3 separate regions of the Mus musculus genome follow, and regions 2 and 3 are each linked to region 1. The links are chromatin contacts, called in public Hi-C and HiChIP or PLAC-seq maps. All regions are on one chromosome and are shown on one strand. Each heading gives the region's core, a stretch centred on a gene start, on an enhancer-like site or on the middle of the called end of the contact. The rest is flanking DNA. Distances are from core to core; before and after follow the strand shown.

Region 1 (2,807 bases), core at 212-2,711:
TGCCTCAAGTAGAAAGTTCCACAAACTCTGCACCTCACTGCAATGGGATGGGTTTCAATTAAACTACAAGTACACTAAGGGGATGCAACTGTAGCTGTGTATGCAAGGTATATGTAAAATAGAATTAATTTGGGTTTTAGACGTGCCTTTTGTGTCCAAGAATAATGTATGTATGTGGTTGTGTCTGTATATGTATATATTTTGGAAAGATTTGAAATCTCAAGCACCCCTTGTCTCAAAAATTTTAGTCAGAGCATCTTTGACATCATAGCCTAAGATTGCCATAAAAATGAAACTTGTGCCAGCATTAACTCTGGGGACCAGTGTCTTAATAGGCACATGTGGTCTGATATATGACGTTATGAAGAAGGGATGCCTTTTAGGTACCAGAATAAGCATGATAGCTGTTAAAAATCACAACTCTGCTGGATAGACACATGTAGGACTTCTTTTAATATTCATATCCTTGTATAAAAGTAGAAGGTGCTATATAGAACAAGGAAGCTATCAAAAGGAAGAAGGGACAAGAGAAGGTAACAGAAGGGCAAACAGACACATGCCATGTGTTCCCATGTGCAGAATGGGGATGGAGAATGAGGCCAGGTCGTGGATGTGTATGCAGAGGATCAGAGTGCAATGATATACATATATGAAAGCTTAATAAAGAAACCCATTATTTCATATGACCACTTCAATTAATTATAGAAGTTAAAACCACAGTAAGCACTGTTACCTTTAAAATAAATCTCTGTAATCACAGAGACCTATGTTAGTCCACAAAAATATCAGCTTCCAAAGAAGCTCAGAGGATAATGGCCTGTGCTGGGTTTCTTGTGCTTTTCCTGCTTCTGCTATTCAGGCAATGCCATTTATCTCTCAGGCAATGTTATAATGATTAAAAAATCAATTTGTGTGAAGTGCAGTCGTGCATGTCCTGTATTCCCAGCACAAAATAGACTGAGGCAGGAGGATTGAGAGTTCTGCCACAATGTGGGCTAGGTAGTAAATAGATGAGAATTTCCCAGTATCTGTAGTCTTAAGTAGTTTTCTTTTTTAAAAGGTCCTGATGAGCAGTATAGTATATCGTGTATAAAAGTCCGGCAATTACAGCAGGCATTCACTGTAAATACCTCTCTATCGAGATGGCTTGGTAAGGCTTTTGTTAACTTAGTTGTTGCACATTCACTGTTCCCAAGGCCGGAGTGGGGGCAGACTTCAAGGAAGGAAGGACTCCGAAGGCAGGAATGTAACCTTGTAAACTTGTGGTTACCTTGGAAGGAACGGAAGGGTCATTGTAGCCTGGCACACCAGGGTTCATTCTGTGTCATTTCAGTAGACAGACGTGATCTCTAGAGGACTGGATGCCAAGAAGAAAGAAGTGTCAGAGTCAGATGGTGTGCAGACTGTTCTTCTAGGCCACACAATTGTCCAGTGAGACTTCTTTTTTGTATGTCTATCCGTGTGTGTTGAGAAGTTGACCATGTGACTGACTGTCCAGTCTAGGATATGAAGATCTGGAAACCCTACCCCACAGCCCCTCCCTTTTCTGTAATTTCCCAATTTGCTTGGTTCTGTAACCAAGAAAATTCCACAGATGCTCAAGGTCCATCTCATGTATCTTGCAACAGGAAGGCCTTCTGGCTGCCCTTGACACACCCAATGGAATCTGTCCACAACTTCTCAATTGCACTGGCTTTCTGCCACAACAGATTGTTTAGAGTTTGATATTTAGTCTTCGTGTTCTCTCTCTCTCTCTCTCTCTCTCTCTCTCTCTCTCTCTCTCTCTCTCTCTCTCCCTCCCCTCCCCCCCTCTCCTCCCCCTCTCCTTTTCAGTGAAGACTGTCTGCTTTAGTCTATGTGTCTTGCTTTCTTCCTTCGATAAGCATAGACTTCACTAGGAGTCTTTCACTTAGGAGTCAGCCAAAGGTCTAACCTGGGGTAAAGTGGAGGAGGGGAGGGATGAGGCTGGGCCCCAGATCTCTTTTGTATCGGTAACAAGAAAAGCCAGCTAGACTCCCATCCTCAGTGCTCTATGGCTTTGTTCACACACTACAGAGCAGCTCAGACTTGGAGTGCTGTCCTGCCAACCCCAGCAGTCATAATATTCTGGTCAGAATTTGTGTCACAGTGGACAAATGCGACAGTGGTGCCAAACTGTAGCTGGCCCACACAGGAATGATCTGGAAATAGAAATAGAAATAGAAATTTCTTCCTGTGTTGGCTCTGCAAGCTTTTCTATTCTTTCTTTAACCCAATAAAACAACTCACACCTTGGTCCAAGTCATTGGATCCAGTAGCCTCTCTTTACATATTACAGTGCCATTTCCCTCTTGTGGACAGGTAAGCCCAAGTGTGTTTAAGTGTCCATATAGCCTTCAGGAGAATGTGGACCTCTGTTACCTGGATCAGATTTTTTTGATGCATAATGTGATATAGATAGGCCACCTCTCCATTGTTACCAAGCCTGGATGCTTCTTTGAAACTCAGATTCAACAATGAGGGCAGAATTTTAAGGGTTAAAGTGTAGATGAATCATTTAGTAGTCTCATGGTAGCTGACCCACTTGACCATGGCTGCCTCTCACTTCTCTTGACCTCTTCTCTGAGTTTCCCAAACATCAACCAGCCTAAGATAGTTTCACCAGCTTCTAAGAACAGATACAAACAAGGACAGCCATGACCACAATGTGGTTTTCTAGGTTTCTTTTTTTTTTTTTTCTTTTGTCTTTTCTGCTGCTGCTAAGTTTTGCCCCATTGGTCCTTAGTCTCAGAAAAATTGACCTACAGGTTGAAAGCTACAGTCCAGGC
Region 2 (2,807 bases), core at 227-2,726, 230 kb after region 1:
AGTCAATTATAGTACAAAGGAGCTCCTATTGCCTTCTGAGATTATCGTGCTCCAAACTAGCCGCTGTAGAGACGACAGATGGCTAAAGAAATAAAGGTCTAACAAGTCAGTGTTTTGCTTGGGGAAGTATAATTACACTTCACTTTAGAAGCAGAGCATTCAGTTTGCTAGAAAAGCAATAATATGCCTCATTTACAACCCAGAATAATGGAACACACTGCTTTTTCTACCTAATGTTTAAAACATAAGAGCATATCTTTAAACTTTTGGACATGTAGCTAACAGTGTACGGCCTCCTGAATACAATAACAGTGTTATTGACATAAGAAAATTGGCATTCAAGCCCAGACTGGTAAAACTAAAATTAGTTATGGTGTCAGGTCACATGACCAGATGAATGCAAACCTACTCATGACTCTAGGATGACTGGTCATAAGAATTCTTCAAAATGTGTTTTTATTTACTGTACCTTCTTACTTTTTCTTAGTTTTATTCCATTAATTTTCAACATGCAGAAATAAATTAATCTCTTGTTTTCCCTTGAAGTTTCTGAGGTAGTAGCTGGTATCCTTGAAGTTAAACTAGCTATGATAGCTATGCCATGTTTAGAATCTACTAGGTCTATAAATCTCTCTTCAGCTGAATACTGTTATTCTTCTCCAATTTCATCCACTGAATCTTAGAAATCAAACCATTTCAGTGATACCAACCATTTAACTCTGAAAATTCATTATCAAACCAAAATGATGCTGAGGACATGTGTTCCAGTGCCCCACACCCTGACCTGGATTGTCTTCCAAGGCTTGTTCTCATGTGGTGCCCAGCGGCAGAAAGGATAACAGAATTAGGTCTTGCTTCCCAGAAAGAGTGGTAGTTCCCCACTTTGTCTGTGACTCTCAGGCACTTACTGAACTTGACTATTTCATCTTACAAGTGAGGGCTGGTTTAATATGGATTCCATGGGTATCTTCACCTATCTCACTAATGTTCCCCAAGCCCCTTGACTTTGGACCTTTAGCAATTTACTGAATTTTGTAGTAAACATCTCTTTCTCCTTTTAGAGAAGGACCAACACCTAAAAGGCCATTTTTCACCTCAAGCACATATCATTTTTAGCAGAAGCATTTAATAGTACTGTGTTGGTCCCTGCAAGTTACTTGTATATAACGCATTATGCTACACTGTATATTAGCTATTCATCTTCTGAGATAAAACCTAGCCATTGCCATTACTAATAGTTGCCGACTCTAAATGTCAGCATCCAAATTTCAGACCATCCTCACTTCCTACCTTCCCAGCCCAGTCTCCCTTCTACTCCCACTCCGGTGATTTTTCAGCCTTCCAGCAACAACCCATTAACCTCACCACATTTTCTGCCCATTAACCTCCTCACATCTTTGCTCCTGTAGTCATCTCTCTAAGATTCTATGATTCATCATAATAACTGCCTTTTTACACAATCTCAAGACACTATTCCACTCACTCTGAAAATGCCAACCTTGGTTAAATATCCACCCACTCTGAACTTGACTCAATTGGTCAGCTGTGACTAAGAAAAACCATAAAACCATTATGCTTCATCTCCCTTTAAGTAGATTCTGGGAAATTCCCCTCATTTTCCCAAGGGTTCTGTTTATCTCTTCTTTTCCTGATCCTCCTCAATTTTCTCCTTTTGATTCATTCCTGGTTGATAACTTGGGTTGTATTATTTAGTGAAAATACATTAATTCAGAAAGGGAGTCTCACATTTCAATTCTGTCACTTTACTTGTGACATGGTTGAAGTATAAGGAAATTCCTTGCCCTGGAATTTGTCTCTTAACCCACATGGAAGGTGCTTCTGCAGATATGTCCTCTCTACCTTACCTCTGTTATGGTTCATATAATATATAACTCACATACCATCAAACACAAAGTACACATATCAACTGTTTTATCGTATTCATAAAGTTGTAAGCATCACCACTATTACTTGCCATGATATTCTCATCACCTTTAACATATGACATAGTTTGCTTCCTTTTACAACCCCCAATGCTAGGACAATGCTAATCTCTTTTTAATCTCTCTAAGCTACCTTTACTTTCTATATTATGTATAGATGAAATAATGCATGCCCTTTTGATATTTGACATATATAATGTAGTAAAATGCTCCGAAGCCTTATCTATGCTACAGCATGAGTTAGACTTTCATTCTTTTTTCATTGTCTACTTCTATTATATGGTTAAATCATTTTTGTTTATACAGCAATAACTTAATAGAAGTATAGATAACAGTTGCATTAATCTTCACTGTTATATTGCTATTCACTTCTGCTTGGAGACAGTTAATAGATAAGATACAGTAAATAAGCAAAATTTACAAGGTTCAAGGAACTATTGAAACTTAAAAGATCCACACCAAGGTTATACAGAATTACTAGGAGAGGAAAATTCCAAGTCAGCTGTTGCTGAGCAGCCTGTGAGATAGAACAGTGAAATGCAGGCTTGTAGCTTCTGTGTGCTCTCACCCAGGCTGTGGTACCCTGTTCAGAGATGCAGGGAGCCTTCAGTCATCCATGGTCAAGTGTAAGCAACCTTTCAGTCATGCTCCTTAGACTAACTCCAACAAACTTGGTGGGTCACTGAACCAGCCTTGTGGGGGATTGTTTCCATGGTCTGTTGTCAGCACACTATCTTGATTCACTAGAAAATATCAGGCAACACAGTAGGCACCTGAAGTGGGACTAACAGAATCAAACTGAGTTGAATAGAGCTAATTGTACATCCACTAAAATGGGAGCAGACACATGCAACAAAGGCTTAT
Region 3 (2,807 bases), core at 157-2,656, 210 kb before region 1:
AGTATGGCACATCAGCCATATTGTAGGACATTTGTGATACTGTTTCGTGGTTTAATCATACTGTCTGCCAGCAATAGTCTTGCTTCCACCTCTGCCACTATATTGGCTGCTGAGTTCCTATCTTCAGTTTATTGTTATTATTTTTTTTAACATAGATAAAACATGGGATAATAGTTTCTACAGTCTATAATAGGATTGGTTCTTGAAAAGTGTTTTGGAAAAAAAATATCTTCAGGACACTTGTGGAAATATTCAAGAGCATCTCCACGGAATTTCTCCTTTCCATGTGTGGAAGCAACTAGAATCATTTCATGTTGGTGCTTAGTTGTCTTCAGTACTCATGATCCCACTCTCTCCAGACAGGAGACAGTTCTGTAGGCAGGAGGCAGGCTCAAGGCTGCAACTCCTAAGGCCGGGGAGCTCCGTGCTGCCATCTGGCGGCAAGTGTCAGACTCAGCAAGCTGGCTGCTGTCATCCTGTCTGTACTTGGCTTCTGCTGGAGCTGTGGTTTGGCTGGCGTCCTTATGGAGTTTTCTTGCCAGACATGTAATTTTTTTTTAAACTCTCTATACCACCCCCTTACTTTTTGCATGTTAACAAGTTGTTGAGGGTGCATTTCAAGGCTATGATTTTTTTTGGGGGGGGGAAGCATTTGTTGATATTAAGGTGTCTGTGGTCCATCTTTCTGAAAGGAGACACTGGTTCAGACTTACCTCCCCAGCTGGCTGATCCTAGAGATGGTAAGCACAGAGACATGGTGACCGAGAAAGCAAAGAACCATGAAGTGATCGCAAACACGATGGCTAGGTTATTATGTTTTCACCTTCTCCTTGTGTGAATATGGCCTTTTGGCCATTGTTTCTGTTTGCTTAGAATGCATGATTCTGCAAACCCACCTAGAATTTGTGGAAAACTTAGGGTATCAGTCTGCCTTTTCAGAGGTGTGATAGGCCTGGCCCTGTTGATATCTGATCATAGTCATATTTCTTGTCTCCTCAAAGCAGACAGTGTCTGTAACAGTCCCATGACTCTGAGGCTGGTCCTTGGAGTGATTCTGCTGGAAACGGGACTCGTCTCACATGTGGAAATATACTAGGAGGACCCAAGCGGGATATTGTTTTCTCTCACTCTGTATCCTGAATGCCCACAATGTACCCAAGTACTGAAGTGTAGGTAGCATTTGCATGGCAGAGATCAGTGTTCCAGACCTCTCTCACTTGTGTTTGTTGCTCCGTGGGGACATGTCCCAGCCTTACTTCTTTATCTGTAGAATCAGGCTAAGATGAAGTTCTGTGTGATCTTCCTTAGCTCAGAGTCTAAATATCATCAGAGGAAGTGAGCAGTATGTGTGAATCACTATCAGAAAGTGTTTGCTGAGTTAAAACCCGAACCGAATGAGTCGCACGCTTAGCCTCAGCTGTGATCTGTGCTGTGAGGATGACAGACTCCTGAACACGGGGCTTTGTGTATAACACTCCTTGCCAGAGCCACTGTCTCCAGGATATGGGGTTTTGTGACTTGTCCAAGCCCAGGAAGCCAGGCAAGTGGTGTTAATTACCTGTGTCTGAATTTCCCATGTAGCTGTTAGGCTCAATTAAGGGGATGAGGAAGCAGGGTCCCCACGGTGATCTTGCAGCTCTATTATTTCTTTCCTCAAGGGCCTGGGATTCTAAGCCCATCCTCACATCCACACCAACCAGATTCCAAACAGACTCCAAAAATGATGGGATCTGGCAGTTCCAACATGACCCCAATAGGATGTAAAAAATCCTAAGGGTAAACAGAAAGGAAATTGTATCCCCTAAATATATACCCAAAGCTTAGGTATACATGCCTGTCTGTCTGTCTGTCCACACATATTTAAAACTTCAGATGTGACTGTACAAACCATTTGCCTGGAATGCCGTGCATGGTGGACAACAGCTAAAATGCTCTTTATTGTGAATCTTGGGATCCTGTTGTGGGTTTTGACTCTGTTCTGGCTTTCTAATTCAGCCAGCAGTTCTAAAGAACATGCGCACCTTCCCACTCACCCGCTCTCACATTGCTTCTCCCCATCACTCTGACTGTCCTGAAAGTTTGAACTCTGAGGACTCCTCCTTTTAGAGAGGACACTGTCTTAGGGGGACCCTTCTCCAAGTTTGCTGCACTCATAAATGCACTTGAGACTGAATCTCTGCTTGCGATATTCATATCAGTCCCAGTCTTCCCGGGGTGAGGGAGTCTGCGCTAAAATAGGAGTTGTAGAATCCACGCGTGGCAAATGGAGTCACAGCTAGTAATTTTAAGCAGTGCACACGTACATAGGCATACACGTGCACCCGTTAGGTGCTCTTGTTGCCTTCAGTGGGAATATGGCCAATAATACCTAAAATTTTAAAAATGTATCACTAACCATCATCGTTGGGACGAGAAGACCTGGAGAATTGGAGGGCTTGGAGCCAGGCCACCTGGTCTGCTGTCTCCATAGGCTCTAGACAGCTCCGTCATCTGCCTCATCTTCACTGGACACAAGGACACTCTTACAGCTGTGCTTTATCGACTTAGCCTTTTTACATCATTCAGATCAGCGCTGCAGTGGGTGGGAGGCACAGGCAGCTTTCCTTAAGAGCTCCTCAGCAGTGGTAGGGCTGCTCTAACGAACAGATGAGAAGGGAGACTACTGTACCACAGGATCTGAATGAATGAGTGAGGTTAGCTCTGTGGGTATAACAACCCAGGACAGACAATGGGAAAATCGGGGGGGGGGGGAGGGGAATGAGGGAGGGAAAGAGAAAGGGAGAGAGGGATGGAAACAGGGAGGGAGA

Evidence for each region. A called contact is a pair of places that touch in the nucleus more often than the background predicts. HiChIP or PLAC-seq counts read pairs in DNA pulled down with a chosen protein or histone mark.
Region 2: a contact with region 1 is called in a Hi-C map of adipose-derived mesenchymal stem cells, with 3 times the contacts expected there. The contact joins two enhancer-like sites.
Region 3: a contact with region 1 is called in an H3K27ac HiChIP or PLAC-seq map of the NIH/3T3 cell line, with 7 times the contacts expected there. The contact joins two enhancer-like sites. A contact is called at or near these places in 1 of 15 datasets of contacts at CTCF or cohesin (the NIH/3T3 cell line), 5 of 484 Hi-C or Micro-C datasets (the HL-1 cell line, Sertoli cells, adipose-derived mesenchymal stem cells and 2 more) and 1 of 115 datasets of contacts at active chromatin or transcription factors (the NIH/3T3 cell line).

The regions. Positions count from the first base shown.
Region 1 is chr9:23,463,875-23,466,681 of GRCm38.p6, forward strand. The region is part of intron 13 of Bmper (BMP-binding endothelial regulator); the gene reads left to right. Among named protein-coding and RNA genes, the nearest start is that of Gm39311, 120 kb to the right of the region's middle. Within about 2 kb of position 1,462, at least 44 of the 459 cell types and tissues checked have an H3K27ac peak or open chromatin away from gene starts, as enhancers often do. A contact at or near this core is called in the NIH/3T3 cell line and adipose-derived mesenchymal stem cells, where this site is marked.
Region 2 is chr9:23,693,240-23,696,046 of GRCm38.p6, forward strand. No RefSeq gene overlaps it. Among named protein-coding and RNA genes, the nearest start is that of Gm39311, 110 kb to the left of the region's middle. Within about 2 kb of position 1,477, at least 32 of the 459 cell types and tissues checked have an H3K27ac peak or open chromatin away from gene starts, as enhancers often do. A contact at or near this core is called in adipose-derived mesenchymal stem cells, where this site is marked.
Region 3 is chr9:23,249,800-23,252,606 of GRCm38.p6, forward strand. All of the region lies in intron 2 of Bmper (BMP-binding endothelial regulator), which reads left to right. Among named protein-coding and RNA genes, the nearest start is that of Bmper, 28 kb to the left of the region's middle. Within about 2 kb of position 1,407, at least 22 of the 459 cell types and tissues checked have an H3K27ac peak or open chromatin away from gene starts, as enhancers often do. A contact at or near this core is called in the NIH/3T3 cell line and adipose-derived mesenchymal stem cells, where this site is marked.